2 separate regions of the Sus scrofa genome follow, and region 1 is linked to region 2. Evidence: chromatin contacts called from public HiChIP or PLAC-seq data. All regions are on one chromosome and are shown on one strand. The core of a region is the stretch at or near the end of the contact, and the rest is flanking DNA. Distances in the headings are between cores, read along the strand shown.

The links. HiChIP or PLAC-seq counts read pairs in DNA pulled down with a chosen protein or histone mark.
Region 1: a contact with region 2 is called in an H3K27ac HiChIP or PLAC-seq map of skeletal muscle. The contact joins the promoter of TTC9 here to the promoter of SYNJ2BP in region 2. A contact is called at or near these places in 1 of 47 Hi-C or Micro-C datasets (epiblast stem cells) and 1 of 2 datasets of contacts at active chromatin or transcription factors (skeletal muscle).

What each region holds. Positions count from the first base shown.
Region 1 is chr7:94,212,982-94,219,765 of Sscrofa11.1, reverse strand. TTC9 (tetratricopeptide repeat protein 9A) reads right to left here and starts at 1,330. Exons shown (of 3, transcript XM_005656367.3): 1 at 363-1,330. The coding sequence starts at 1,275.
Region 2 is chr7:93,972,951-93,980,211 of Sscrofa11.1, reverse strand. It overlaps SYNJ2BP (synaptojanin 2 binding protein), which reads left to right and starts at 5,876. Exons shown (of 4, transcript NM_001244991.1): 1 at 5,876-6,053. The coding sequence starts at 5,990.

The sequences.
Region 1 (6,784 bases), core at 81-2,580, 240 kb before region 2:
CCACTGCTGAGCAGTAGTAGCGGCAGTCGCCGCCAGGCCGGCTGAATCCCCATCTGTCTGTCCAGCTATTTATAGGTGAGATTTACGAGGATGCGAGGGAAGAATGCGGGATGACAACGAGTTCTGGAAGGTCTAATCCTAAAAGTCACACTTCTTCTAAAGCGCCCCCTCCCAGGTTCTCCTTCCCAGGGCAGAGCAGCACGGTCCCAGCTGGAGAGTGTGCGTCGCGGGCGCGCCGAGGCTACGGGCCGTGACCCCTGGGGCCGGGCGGGGGGCGGGGGGGGGAATGGGGATGGGTGCTGAGCGGGAGACCTAGAAGGCAGGGGGAGGAGGGGTCGGGGGCGCGACGCGACGCAGCTCACCTGCCAGGCTGTTGTAGCAGTCGATCTCGATGGCTTCCACCGTCTTGCTCTGCTCCTCTGAGAGGCGACCGGGGTTGGGGGCCCCGGCCGGGGAGGCCGAGCGCGAGTCCCGCTCCCGTTCCCCGGCAGCCGGCAGCAGCCCCTTCAGCTCCAGCAACGCCCTGTGGTATTTGCCGATGGCTTCGCGGAATTTCTTGTCCTTGTAGCACTGCGCCCCTTGGCTCTTGAACTCGTGCGCGCGCCTGATGAACTCGGCGGGCTCAGCCGCCGCCCCAGCCTGGCCCCGCGCCGGGGTCCCTCCGCTGCCGCCCGGGACGCACAGAGGCGGCTGTGGCCGCTGCGCCTCACCGGCCGCGGGCGGGCTAGGGTTTCCTTTGGCCCCGGCCGCCGAGCCCTTCCTCTCCATTCGGCCGCCTCCCGGCTCCCCGCGCGCGCCGCGATCCGCCCGTCGCCGCCGCTGCCGCCGCCGCGCCCTCCCGGGTTTAAAAGCGGCGGGCACCGGCCTTGCGCCTGGCAAGCTCGGCCACTGCCGTGACACCCCGCGGCGGTCTGTCGCCCCGCACTCCCATTCTCTTCGCTGTCTGCGGGAGGCTGCTCTCTCCTCCTCCTCCTCGGATTGCCTTCCCCTCCTTCCCTCCTTTCTTCCCTCCCTCCCCCACTCCCGCGCCGCCCGCCCGCCCTCCTCCTCGCCCTCCTCCCCTCCCGCAACCTGCGGAGGTGGCGACCTGGCCCTCGCGCGCTTCAGGGCTAGCGGTATGGGGGACCGGGGGCCCGATGGGGTTGGCGGTGATTGTTGCTGACCCGGAAGAAGCTTGGCTCCTTTGAAGGAGGGGAGGATTAATGACAAAGACCGGCCCGTTCTTTCCCATTCAACCCGGCCTTGGGAGAAGCGGCTAGTCTGAAAGACACGCATGGGGGAAGGGTGTGTGTGTGTGTGTATGTATGCGTGTGTAGGGAAGGGTGTGTGTGTGTGTGTAGGGAATGGGGACGCCCGCGTCGAAGGCTTGCAGACTCACCCTCAATAGATTTCTTATAAACTAAAAAGAAAGGTGCAAGAGGGAAGCCAGGGGTGTGGGCAAAAGCCACAGCTTCTGGTTCTTTGCAGTAAGGCGTTGATATTTTTAAGGTGGCAGGGCCTCTTTTTGTGTGTGTGGATGCAGGTGGTGGCTGAGGTGGGTCTCCGTGGGGGGCTGCACCGGCACCCAGAACACAATGTGCACTTCAGAGTGGGGCGTTGTATTCTAGGAGCCGCTGTATGCTGGCGCCTGGACGTGCGGGCAGTTGTGCAGAATGAATCACAGACATCAGAGATGGAAAACACCTGTTACTGTTGGTCATCAGGGCGGGCGTGCGTTCTAGTTTCTAGTTTCTGTTTACAGGCCAGTTCTTCCCCGCCTTGGGAGGTTCCATCCCTTACTTCATTCATTCTTTCGGTGAGCCCTGAGCGGCTGGCTGTCTGCTGGGGATTTCCTGAGGTCAAGGAGGGGACAAAGACAGGCAAGGAAGGGACTGCCTTGCTCTCACTTAACTAACTCCCAGTCTACTGGGGATATACACCACTCATCGGTAGAGTCACCCTGCCAGGTAGAGATTGGCAAATGTTATCGGGGAGGAATGGAAAGTGCAGTGCAGTCTGGAGGAAAGGAGGCTTTGAGCAGGAAATGGCATTTGAGGGCCTTGAAAGATGGGTAAGATCTGGACATGAGGAAATAGATGGAAATGACATCTCAACCAGAGTGAGGAAACAGCTGAGGTCATGATGTTCAGAATCTTGGATGTGTTTGGGGCATAATGGTTTGATTTTTGTGGCCTAAAGAGAAGTAACTGGAAATGATTGGGTTACATTATGGAGGCATTTGGATGAAGGGCTTGCATTTGATTTTGTAAACAATGGAGAAGGCTGGCCTGTTTTTTAGTGCCCCCACCTTTTTTCTTTCTTTCTTTTTTCTTTTTTTTTTTTTTTTGTCTTTCCTAGGGACACACCTGCAGCATATGGAGGTTCCCAGACTAGGGGTTGAATCAGAGCTGTAGCCACAGGCCACAGCCACAGCCACAACCACAGCAACGCCAGATCTGAGCCTTGACTGTGACCTACACCACAGCTCACGGAAACGCCAGCTCCTTAACCCACTGAGCGAGGCCAGGGATTGAACCCACAACCTCATGGTTCCTAGTCGGATTCGTTAACCACTGCGCCAAATTCCAAGTGCCCCCACCTTTATGAGGCTGAGATAAATATATATATATATATATATATATATGTATTGTAAAGCAGTGGTTTTCAAAGCACAGCTTCCTGACCTGCAGCCTCAGCGTCACCTGGAAAATTGTTAGAAATGCAATTTCTAGGGTCCCAGTCCAGAACTACTAAACCCTAGGCATAGGATCCAGTAACCTGTACTTTAACACTTCCCTGCCCCATTGGTTCAAATGCATACTTAAATTTGAGGACCCCAGCTCCAAAACCTTATTACTCAAAGTGGAGGCCTTGGACCAGTAGCCTCACCCAGGAGCTAGTTAGAGATGGAGAATCTGCAAAATCGCAGACCTACTAACCCAGAATCTTCAGGTTACCAAGATCACCAGGTGATACATGTGCCTGTTAAGAGTGTGGAAATCACTGCTCTAGAAGATTTGCAAAGTACAGAAACATATAAAGAAGAAACCCCCAACCCTACACCATCACCCAGATATATGCTTTATGAGCATTTTCATGTAATTCCTACTGGTTGTGTTCTATGCATCTATATTTGTACAGAGTGCTCTTTTAACAAATATGAATGGTAAGGGACAATATACACACTTTTTATTTAATTTATATTTTATGCTCTATGTGATTAAATAGTCTTTTAATGCCTTATTTTTAATGGCTTCATAGTATTCACTTTATGTCTGTAGCACGGTGTACATAACCATTTTTCTATGGTCAGATAGATTGATTCCAATTGTTTGCTACACTAAGGAACACTGAGATAATAAGAAATAATAGATGCCTTTTATATCATAACAATCTAGTGAGATAGGTGCTATTATTATCCCCATTTTGGACACCAGGTCACATAGACTTGCTCAAGGTCACAGTGCTAATAAAGAGTAGAGCTGGGCTTTAAATCCAAGCCATCTGGCTTGTATCTATGCTCTTAATAACTTTTTATACTTAAATTTTTGTCCTAATTCATCTTCCCTTACAAGAAATTAAGCTAACTTCTCAAAATGTCTTGAACCTGCTGTCAATTTGCTTTTTAGAAAGGTTCCTCCCACCAGCAACATGCTAGTTTCCCAACATCTTTGCCAATATGGAAGTTTAAACTTTTAAAAATATTTTCTATTTTGATAAATAAGAAACTGTATATTGATTGAACTGGAATATCTTTACTTTCTAGAGTGAACATTTTTCACAGATGTAGTTGCCATTTGTATAGTACTGAGGGTTTCTATTTGGACACAGCCTTAATATACTAAATCATATCTTATATGTTAGAGCACCTTATTTTTCTAAGTGTTTGAATATCTTTAATCTCATTTAATCCTCACCTTAGTCCCAGAGAAGGAAAAACAATTCTCTATTCACACAGTGAGTTTGCAGTAGTTTCTGATCAGTGTGACATCATACTAGTTCAGTGGTTAAGAGGCTTTGGACTTAGGTAAGAGCTGGAATTCTTTTTTTCTTCTTTTGGCCACACCTGTGGTATGCAGAAATTCCTAGGCTAGGGACCAAACCCACCAGCCAGAGCAGCTGCAGTGACAATGCCAGATCCTTAACCTGCTGAGCCACAAGAGAACTCTTGGAATTCTATTTTTGCTGCTTCCTGAGCAAGTTGTTTAACTTCTGGAAATTTCAAATTTCCTCATTAAATGAGGATACTCCTTACCTCAGAGGGTGGCTCTGAAGTACGTTTTACAAGGTGGTAACTTCTATCATGGCTCCTTAAATCCTGTCATTATTGGAGCACATAATAATGTTATGGCAGACTCTGCTTAGTCCATATTTGTGAACCCCTGACCCCTTTCACTTTAAGGTGTTGTGTCAGGTAGAGCAAAGGAAAAAATTGGGGAGTTGGATGCTCTGAGTTTTTATTGTTAACTTCCTATTGAGGTAGGAAAAGCTACTGAAGGCAAATATTAGATGAAGATCCAGGCCTGGGATTTGGCTACCGTCAGAACGGAGATGTAAATTGGGTCATGATTGTCACCATATTTAAGTGTGAGAAATATTGATGTACAAGATAGCTTTTTTTTTTTTTGTCATCTTTGTTTTTATAGGGCCACACCCACGGCATATGCAGGTTCCCAGGCTAGGGGTCTAATCAGAGCTACAGCTGCTGGCCTATGCCACAGCCACAGTAACACCAGATCCGAGCCGTGTCTGTGACCTACACCACAGCTCATGGCCACATCGGATCCTTAACCCACTGAGCAAGGCCAGGGATTGAACCTGCAACCTTGTGGTTCCTAGTTGAATTCATTTCTGCTGCACCACGATGGGAACTCCCCAGATTGCTTTTTGTTTTCCTACTGTGTCCTGGCTTAATGGTCCATGTCTCATTCTTCAGTGCTGGGTTTGAGGACAGGGCTGCAAGAGACACGTCATCCACGTGGCACTATCTTGTGTATGAAAAGAGCTCAACATAAGAGCTTCATATTTGCTTGGATGAAGAAGAGCCTGAGTGAGAAAGGGAGCGAATATAATGGGCAGGGGGATGGAGTGAGAGGAAACTTACTATGCCCATCTGTCCCGCTCTACAGAGCCGCGTATGTCTAGAACTGTTTTGTTTGCTTGTTTTTAGGATGCTTCTGTCTCTGCCTAAGCCACTCATTGGTAAGTGAGTGCTGGTTTCTCAGAAATGGTCTCTTCCCTTCAAATGGAATGAAATAGGTGCCAAAGAGAATTTCTCCAACATCCTTTTCATTAACTATTGACCATGTGCAGAGCACTATTTTAGGAAATGAGCGAAGATCCAAATGACAGGCAATTTGAGCATGGATTTAAGATTCACAAACTCAGTGCTTCTCAAATTTTAACATGCCCATGAATCCCCAGATCTTATTAAAATGCAGTTCCCTGATTCTGTTCATTTCGATGGGGCTCAAGGTTGTACATTTCTAACAAACTACTAGGAGATAATGATACTACTGGTCCATGGCCCACATTTTGAGGAGTAAGTATTTAAAGGAAAGGGACGTCCTACCTCTCTCCCCTCCCAGCCTTTGCTTTCTCCCAGAGATTGGGAAGATTCCAGGAAATTAATTGGTCCACATTTAATAATGTGGGGTTCTGAACCTCCATGCAGTTTTCTCTTCTATTTCATGTAGCAGGAATAGGTAAGCTGAGCCAGAGCCTCCTCTTGGGATCTGACCATCTTGTTTTCTTGTCCTCAGATGCATAGCCAAGCATATTTTTTATTTTATTTATTTTTATTGTCTTTTTAGGGCCACACCCGCAGCATATGGAAGTTCCCAGGCTAGGAGGCAAATCAGAGCTGTAGCCTGTGGCCTACGCCAGAGTCAGAGCAACACCAGATCCTTAACCTACTGAGCGAGGCCAGAGATCAAACCTGCCTCCTCATGGATACTAGTCAGGTTCATCACCACTGAGCCTCCAAACAAGCATATTTTTTATTGCTTCCATTTCTGACCCAGTGTGGCAGGACAGAGGGTAGGAAGATTTTGACATGTAAGGGGGAGGGAAAGTCACGTGTGGGCCTTTACCATAGGCTGCTTGCTCCAATCCTGTTTTCACAAGAGAACTCTGCACTAAGAAATTGGTCACCTATTCAGGTGAAAATAAAGTGATCTTTTTTTTTTTTTTTTTTTTTTTTTTTTTTTTTTTTTTGTCTTTTTTGCTATTTCTTTGGGCCACTCCCACGGCATATGGAGGTTCCCAGGCTAGGGGTCGAATAGGAGCTGCAGCCCCCGGCCTACGCCAGAGCCACAGCAACGAGGGGTCCGAGCCACATCTGCAACCTACACTACAGCTCACAGCAAAGCCGGATCGTTAACTCACTGATCAAGGGCAGGGATCGAACCCACAACCTCACGGTTCCTAGTCGGATTCGTTAACCACTGCGCCACGATAGGAACTCCCCTAAAGTGATCTTTTGATTTCTCAGCTGTTGATGGCCCTTGGGTGTAATGCTTGATCATGAACCTCATAGGGGAGAGTGATGATTGAGTCACAGTAAGTTTCTACCACACAGTAGGTTACATTGGTCCTTTGGCCCAATGTCATCAAAACATCTCCCTTCATTCCTAGCAGGCAAGCACCGGGCACAGGCCAGTGAATCCTAGGGATGATCATACCACCAGTATAACAACTCATTACTGCTAAGATGTTGAAAGATTTCTTGGAGAAGAGGTCTCAGGAATTATTTTGATGGAAAGAATTGAGTGTGGTACACAGCAAAAGGCACAGTGCTCCTGCT
Region 2 (7,261 bases), core at 4,627-7,126:
GATTCTACACTGCATGCAAGATAACAACTTAGCCTGTCACAGTTTCATGGATGCTAGCAGAAGAGAATGCGGTGCCTGGTTCAGAGAAAAAGGACTTTATTATTTGTTACACAGCAAGGAGCATGAATTTCATGTTCTTGTAAATGTAACTTATTCCAAAAATCTCATGAGGTCCATGCAGAGAGGTCCTGGGGATACTGCACATATAGCGATTTTACATCATAGCTAAGGAAACCTGAGCTTTGGGAATCCAAATCTTTCATGGCAGGCTACTAGAAAACCTGCCCAATTTCTACCCTAGAGGAAGATATTGTCTTTATTATATTGTACCATAAACAAATTTTTCCTCTTTTCTGGAGAGATATTTTATCTTCCCAGCCAGTCCACTACACAAATATACTTGAGGATAGTCTGGAAACATATCTGTCAGTGCTCTGCATGTAAGATGTACAGCAATGTAAGAGATACATGGAGAACTGTCTCTTTCCAGATAAAGATATAGATAAATGTATTATCTAGACTGGCCTCTGAGAAGGGTTGGAGGTAATTATACCTCAGTAGCAATAAGCACAATTTGTCCCCCTATCTTGTCTTATAAAAAGTACAGTCTGCTCAAAGAAATCAGGGATTTGGAGAAAACAATAATTCCAGGACTCAGGTAGGTAGGTAAAAGTCGAGACGAGCCTGAAACATTTTGTGTCAAAAAGTAATAAAATGCTCAAAGAATGATGAAAATATATCAAAAGGACACAGATGCCAGCTTAAAGATGCTCCTGTGTGTCAAATCCAAGACAATTTAGCATTAAAGTAAATGAAAGAATAATGGATTATAAGCCATTTAATTATGTAGAAACCTATGAGTCCATATTGATACAATAAAGAAATGAAGTAAGGGAAAGAGGAGATCTGTTTCTTACAGTAGAATGCCAAATAATACATGTGGATAGAATTATGGATAGAAAATCATCAGTTGACAATTTTCATTGTAACAACTGTTTCAGTGGAAGATGATAAATGAATGCTAAAATAAGTGGTTGAAAATGTAATGAGGAAAATAATAATTACATAGTCTTAAAGTAATTATCCATAAATTTCATATTAATTATAAAGAGAAACATAGTCACTTTTCAGTAGATCCATCTATTAGACAACATTGTAACTAAGTGTTCAAAGTTAACACAACCAAAAAAGGACTGACCAACGTCTTTGCTCACTGATACTATGTGCTAAAATAGACATGACATCCATCACTTCTGTGGTACTGATTCTAAAAATAAAGTAGTACCTAAAATAAAATTGATGAATTTTCTATAAAATAATTGTTCTGTATTCTTGCAGTGAATGACAATGAAAGACTAAGGAACTGGCTCAAGCTGTAGAGTAAAAAGACATGGCAACTGAATGGATTATGTTTGGAGAGGTGAAAAGATAAAAAGGGCATTTAGGAAACAATTGATGAATATGGTCTGTGAAATAGATAATAGCATTTTATCAATGTTAAAATTCCAGTTTTGATAACTATACTGTACTTATGTACAAGAATGACTTTTCATGTATGTGTCCTTATCTTTCTCTCTCCCTCCACTTCTCCTTCCCTTCCTTTCTTTCATCCTACTATTATCTTTCTTTCTATTAATCTATGTATAGGTTATATACATAGATATATGAGACAAGAAAAGGAGAGAGGACAGAGTGAAGTATATTATAAGAAATTGGTAACATGGGTAAAAGGTATATGCAAGTTCTATGTAGTCTTCTACAACTCCTTCATAAGAGCTAATTCAAGCCTATACAGAAAAGAGAAAACAACTCAGAAAAATGGGAAATGGGCAAAACTTTTCAGAAAAGCAAAAAAGGATAACAAACAAAAAGAGCCAATAAATAAATTAAAAGTAGTTTTCTCAACAGCAGTCATAAGTGAAAAGTCAAATAAAATATTATCTTCTACCTATCATTTTTGCAAGGATGTAAAGATGTGATAAGAATTCTAGTATGGGAAAATACTAAAATCCATATAATCTTGCTGCGAAGATGATTGGCGTTAAGTTCTCTGAAGTAAAATTTGGTAATACTTATCAGAAATTCCCATGTAGTTACCCTCTGACCCAGAAGGTCCACTTCTAGAAATATTATTCTCTTGAGGCATACACTGATTTTGAATTTTCACTTAAGAATTATTTGTTGTAGGAATAAAACTTAAGACAAATAAAAATACCTATGAATAGAAGTCAAAATCTTATGGAACATCTAAAATACAAACTATACTACTACAGATCAAAGAAGAGAGCCTAAATACACTACTAAATAAATAAATCTGGTTGCAGATAATTCCAGTGGAAGAAATGACATTCCTGTACCTCCTATCATGTATCCATCTTTAACCACAGGACATCCCAACTCTCTCAAAGCCACGTCCACCTGCTTAACAACATAGTTAATCTGATGGGTCATGGTTTGACCTTCTTGTTACCAACTTTATGGCCAATGCAATGAGAGCCAAGCCTCCCTGGCTATTTAATCCTCTTGGCCATCCTCCCAGAGGAAGGTTATAGTCCCCATCCAGGCAGCAACAGGATTGGTCATACCTCTCCAAGAAAACCTAAAGGCTACTAAGCCTACTACATTTTGGGTGAGAGGTACCAAGTTCACTGTCAGCTTCATATATAAGCCTTTCTTTTTTTTTTTTTTTTTTTTTTTCTTTTTCAGGCTGCATCTGCGGCACATGGAAGGTCCTGGGCTAGGGGTCGAATGCGAGCTCCATCTGCTGGCCTACACCACAACCACAGCAACAGAGATCTTAACCCACTGAACAAGGCCAAGGATTGAACTTTCATCCTCATGGATACTAGTCGGGCTCTTAACCTACTGAGCCACAATGCGAATTCCACAAGCCATATTTTCTGACATAGCTTTATGAGAAGCACTGATGTTTGGGGTTTAGGGGCACTTGCTCAAATTAATAAAACTGGTACCAGTGATGATTTCATGTTTCCTCTACTTGAAAGAAGCCAGAGAGAAAGAGGGGTGCTCATAGGGGGATTTGGGTTGTCTATCATTCTAATGTGACACATAAAAACTAAAGTGTGTTTGGGTGTGTGCCTGTATATGCTTCACTGGTTATTCACTTGTATCACAACAGCAAGACTACCTTTCTCTACTGCTCTTTAATGCTAGGGCTGTGACTCAGCAAACTACACTGCCAAGATTCCTTTGACAGCTGCCTTCTGGCTAGGTTCTGCCAACTGGAGACACTAGCAGGAGTTTCCAATTTGGGAAAGGGCATTTTCTTCCTATTTGTAGTTTTTGTCAGCATTTCTCTAGCAGCAAAACAGCTCTGGCTCCAACCTCCATCTTGTTTTTTCAACCTGTCACCAGCAGTGCTATCCCACCTCAGAATTACCACCGTTAACTGGTTGTGAGCTCTGGGTAGATAAGTCCCTATATTAAGTAAATCCACTTAGTTTCAAATATTAGTATGGCTTCTTTATATAATTTATTTATTTACTTTTTTTTTTTTTTTAGGGCTGCACCTGTGGCATATGGAAGTTACAAGCCTAGAGGTTGAATTAGAGCTGCAGCTTCTAGCTTACACCACAGCCACAGCAACATGGGATCTGAGCCTTGTCTGTGACCTACATCACAGCTCTCAGCAACACTGGCTCCTTAGCCCACTGAGCGAGGCCAGGGATTGAACCCACATCCTCATGGATACTAGCTGGGTTTGTTTCTGCTGAGCCACAATGGGAACCCCTCGAATATTAGTATGGCTTCTATTTTCCTGACTAGACCCTGAAAGATATTTATACATACTGAGAATTTCTAGACACTTATGAAAAATATTTAACAGTGGTTATCCTTGGGGAATGGAATTGATAAAGCTGGTGGGGAGGAGGGAACTTTCACTTTTTATTTTATTCCTTTTGACTTCTCTTTTATATCTACTATAAACTGTTTTACTCCTACTCCATGAACTTGTTATATTGCCTGTGAATTATTTCACAATATTTTAGTGTATATACTTAGTTGCCAAATCAGAATTACCAATTTCAGTGCTGACTGCTAGTACTGAATCAAAAGCTCCTACTCTAGAAATGATTACTGCCCTGCCATTATTTTAATTGGTGAGTCTAAGCATCTTTTCATATGATCTTTTTCTATATTTTTCTCATTTGTAACTGTTCATAGAAAACCTTTTTATGACTGAAAAATGTCCTTGTATTATTATCAAACCAAAAACCAAGCAAACAAAAAAGTCATAAAGTACTAGGTATTAGAATTCAACTTTTTTCTAAAAGAAATGCAGAGATATACATACAGATATTAACACACAGACACACTTCTATTTGAACCAGAACTTTAAGCTAAACATTTAAAACTCCGATCTCGGAGTTCCTGTTGTGGCTCAGCAGGTTATGAACCCAACTAGTATCCATGAAGATGCAGGTTCGATCCCTGGCCTCACTCAGTGGGTTGAGGATCTGGCATTGCCAAGAGTTGTGGTGAGTTGTGGTGAGTTGTGGTGTAGGTTGCATATGTGATCATTTTATTCACTCATTCAACCAATAAATGTTGAAGAGGGCTGGAAGTTGAGGGTGGTATTTATCTGAGTTTGAAGTTGTGAAGTTGTCTTTAAAAATTTCATCTCATTTACTCTTTTAAGCAAATATTAAGGATCTATAATCATGCCCTTTTTAAGGTGGGGAAACATGGTTGGGAGGTGTTAGGTTACCTGACCAAACCCAGACAACTAGAAGAAAATGGACCTGAAGCTTCAGATTAGCTCTTCTGACATCACCTCCTGTGTTCTTTCTACTATTCCATATTCACTTCTCTTAGGATTAGCAAATACGAATTAGCAAAATTCTTAATGAATCTGTCTCTTTCTTTGTTTTGTTTTTGTTTGTAAACATAGTAGCTTCTGGTTTGAGGAACAACCTGGAGTTAGACCATAGGGATTGGTGGAAGCCTGAAACGTGTAGTTCCAATTAACGCAAATTCAGATTAAATAGTCAACAGAAGCTACCGTGTTTACTAGTCCTATTCTAGGGACTTAAATTTTTTTTTCTACCAAAAGAAAGAGACTTTTATCCCTCTCTTTCCCAGAGGGTTTTCTTGAGCAGGCATGTAATTACAAAATCCTTCCCCTGTCCCTTCTGTATGTACATAAAATGTATAAAAAGTGAAACAAGCCTCTCGCCAGGAACAGCTCAGGAAAGTTTTTCTTAAGGTCCTAGGAGCCAGCTCTTTGAAATATAATAACCAAGAAAGAGAGTCCCCTATCTGCTCTGAACAGAGGAATTAGCCTAGGCTCCTTGCTCTAAGCTCTAAGTACCTGCTTGACATAGAAATAGAGAAGTTTTCTTTTCCCTTGGATAATGGCAATTAATGAACACAAACGGCCTCTTCAAGGATGACCTACCAAAGAATGTACGGCAAACAGTGTTAAGTCCTCTTAAATGAGAACATATGTATAATGAATGGTACCTTCATGTCTGTATAAAAGGGTGAATTTCTGTCTTAAAAATCGCATTAGCAGATTGCCTGTGACGCCTATCGCAGTCCGGTTCAAAGCTTACTAACAACAAGAACTCCTTACTGCCTCTTAACCGTGGAGATTTTCTGAGACGGCAGGAGAACTTAGTTTTCATTTTTCCTTGACAATATCAATTTATTTATTATGTCTCTTACCTTTACTATCCCTCCCCGCCCCCTACTCCGCCCCCAAGAGTAAATCAGGCTAGAAACGTGCCCCTTGCTCATCCTGCAGGTTGCACCTGGCGAAGGAAGGCGCCACAGCGGCCGTCAGAACCACGACTCCCAGCATTCCTGGCGCTCACCGCTCTCGAGACTTCCTCTTCCGGCCCCAGGGCTGCTGAAACTGAAAGTGCTGGGCTTCTGGCGCTAGACGCCAGGCCCCCCGGCGGATTTTCATCTCCCCCGTCACGAGCTGTTGCTGCTTCAAGTTGGGAAGCCAGACAAACAGTAAAATATGAACGGAAGAGTGGATTATTTGGTTACTGAGGAAGAAATCAGTCTCACCAGAGGACCCTCAGGTATGTGCAGAAGTGGTCATCGCCGAGAGTCGGGTACTTGGGGCTGTAATTGCAGAGCGGACACCTCTTCTGCAGAGCCAGATTTCTTTTGGCCTCAGAGAAGGCAGGCCCCAACCTGGTGGTTGCATGCAGTGTTTGCGGGCTCATAGAAGAATATATTGGCATCCAGCGTTAGCATGAGACGGATCTGAGGAATCCACCTCGTTTTTCAGTCGGATTACCGCATGTATTTATAGTCAGGAGGGGTTTCTTTCTGCTACGGGAAAATCCTGCTTTCTAGACCGTGGCCGTGAACTCCACACCCCTCCTTCCATTGCCTACTCTATCACCGTTTCCGTGAAAGACTGTTTAGTAAAAATGGGAGCATAAACGGTGTGGACTGTAAATACATAGCCGTTTTCTTGCTGATAGTATCCCTCCCTCCCTCCTCCTTTCATTTTTTTTGGGAAATTCATTTAGAGGACCACCCGGAATCCTAAAGCAGAAAGAGACTTAGAGGTCTACTCGGGAAGTTCCCAAACCTGGTTTCGTCTCAAAGTTATGTAAGATTTTTTTGGGTTTTCTTTAAAAAATAAAAGGGCAATTCCTAGAACCCATTTCTGTTAATTTGGATTCAATGCAGGTGTTTCTTTGGGCTTTTTCGTCCCTCTTTCCTCCTTCCCTCCCTCCCTCTTTCCCTTCTTCCTTTCATCCTACCTTGCTTCTTTTCTTCACAAGCACATCAACTGATTCTGATACTACCAAATCCTCACTGACCCCTACAGTCCTCTTACCTCCTGATGCCCTTCATTTCACTAGGCTCTTCACGTTACTCCCTGCTATCTGCCTTGGCTTTTGTTGCCTTTCCTTTACAGCTGTCTAGTGTATCGATTAAGAGAGCTTTAGCTTTGGCTTAAACAGGTCCAAATCTGGAATCTAACCTCTTACTAGTTCTTTGATATTTATTGGCTGACGAACTTTATTACTGATGTAAGTCTTAATTTCTCATCAGTAAAATGTGCATGATAATAGAATACACTTACTAGGGTTATGAGAATGAAATCTAACTATGTAAGATCTTTAGAACGTTGTGTGGTAAGCACTGTGTGTTTGCTGCTGTTGTTAATAGACAAATGATTAGTAAATTCTCCTAAATACTGTCATTTCAAGAGTCTCCAAGTCATCAAGTATCATAGGCTCTCTCTGAAATGTTTTGCATACGCCTTTCA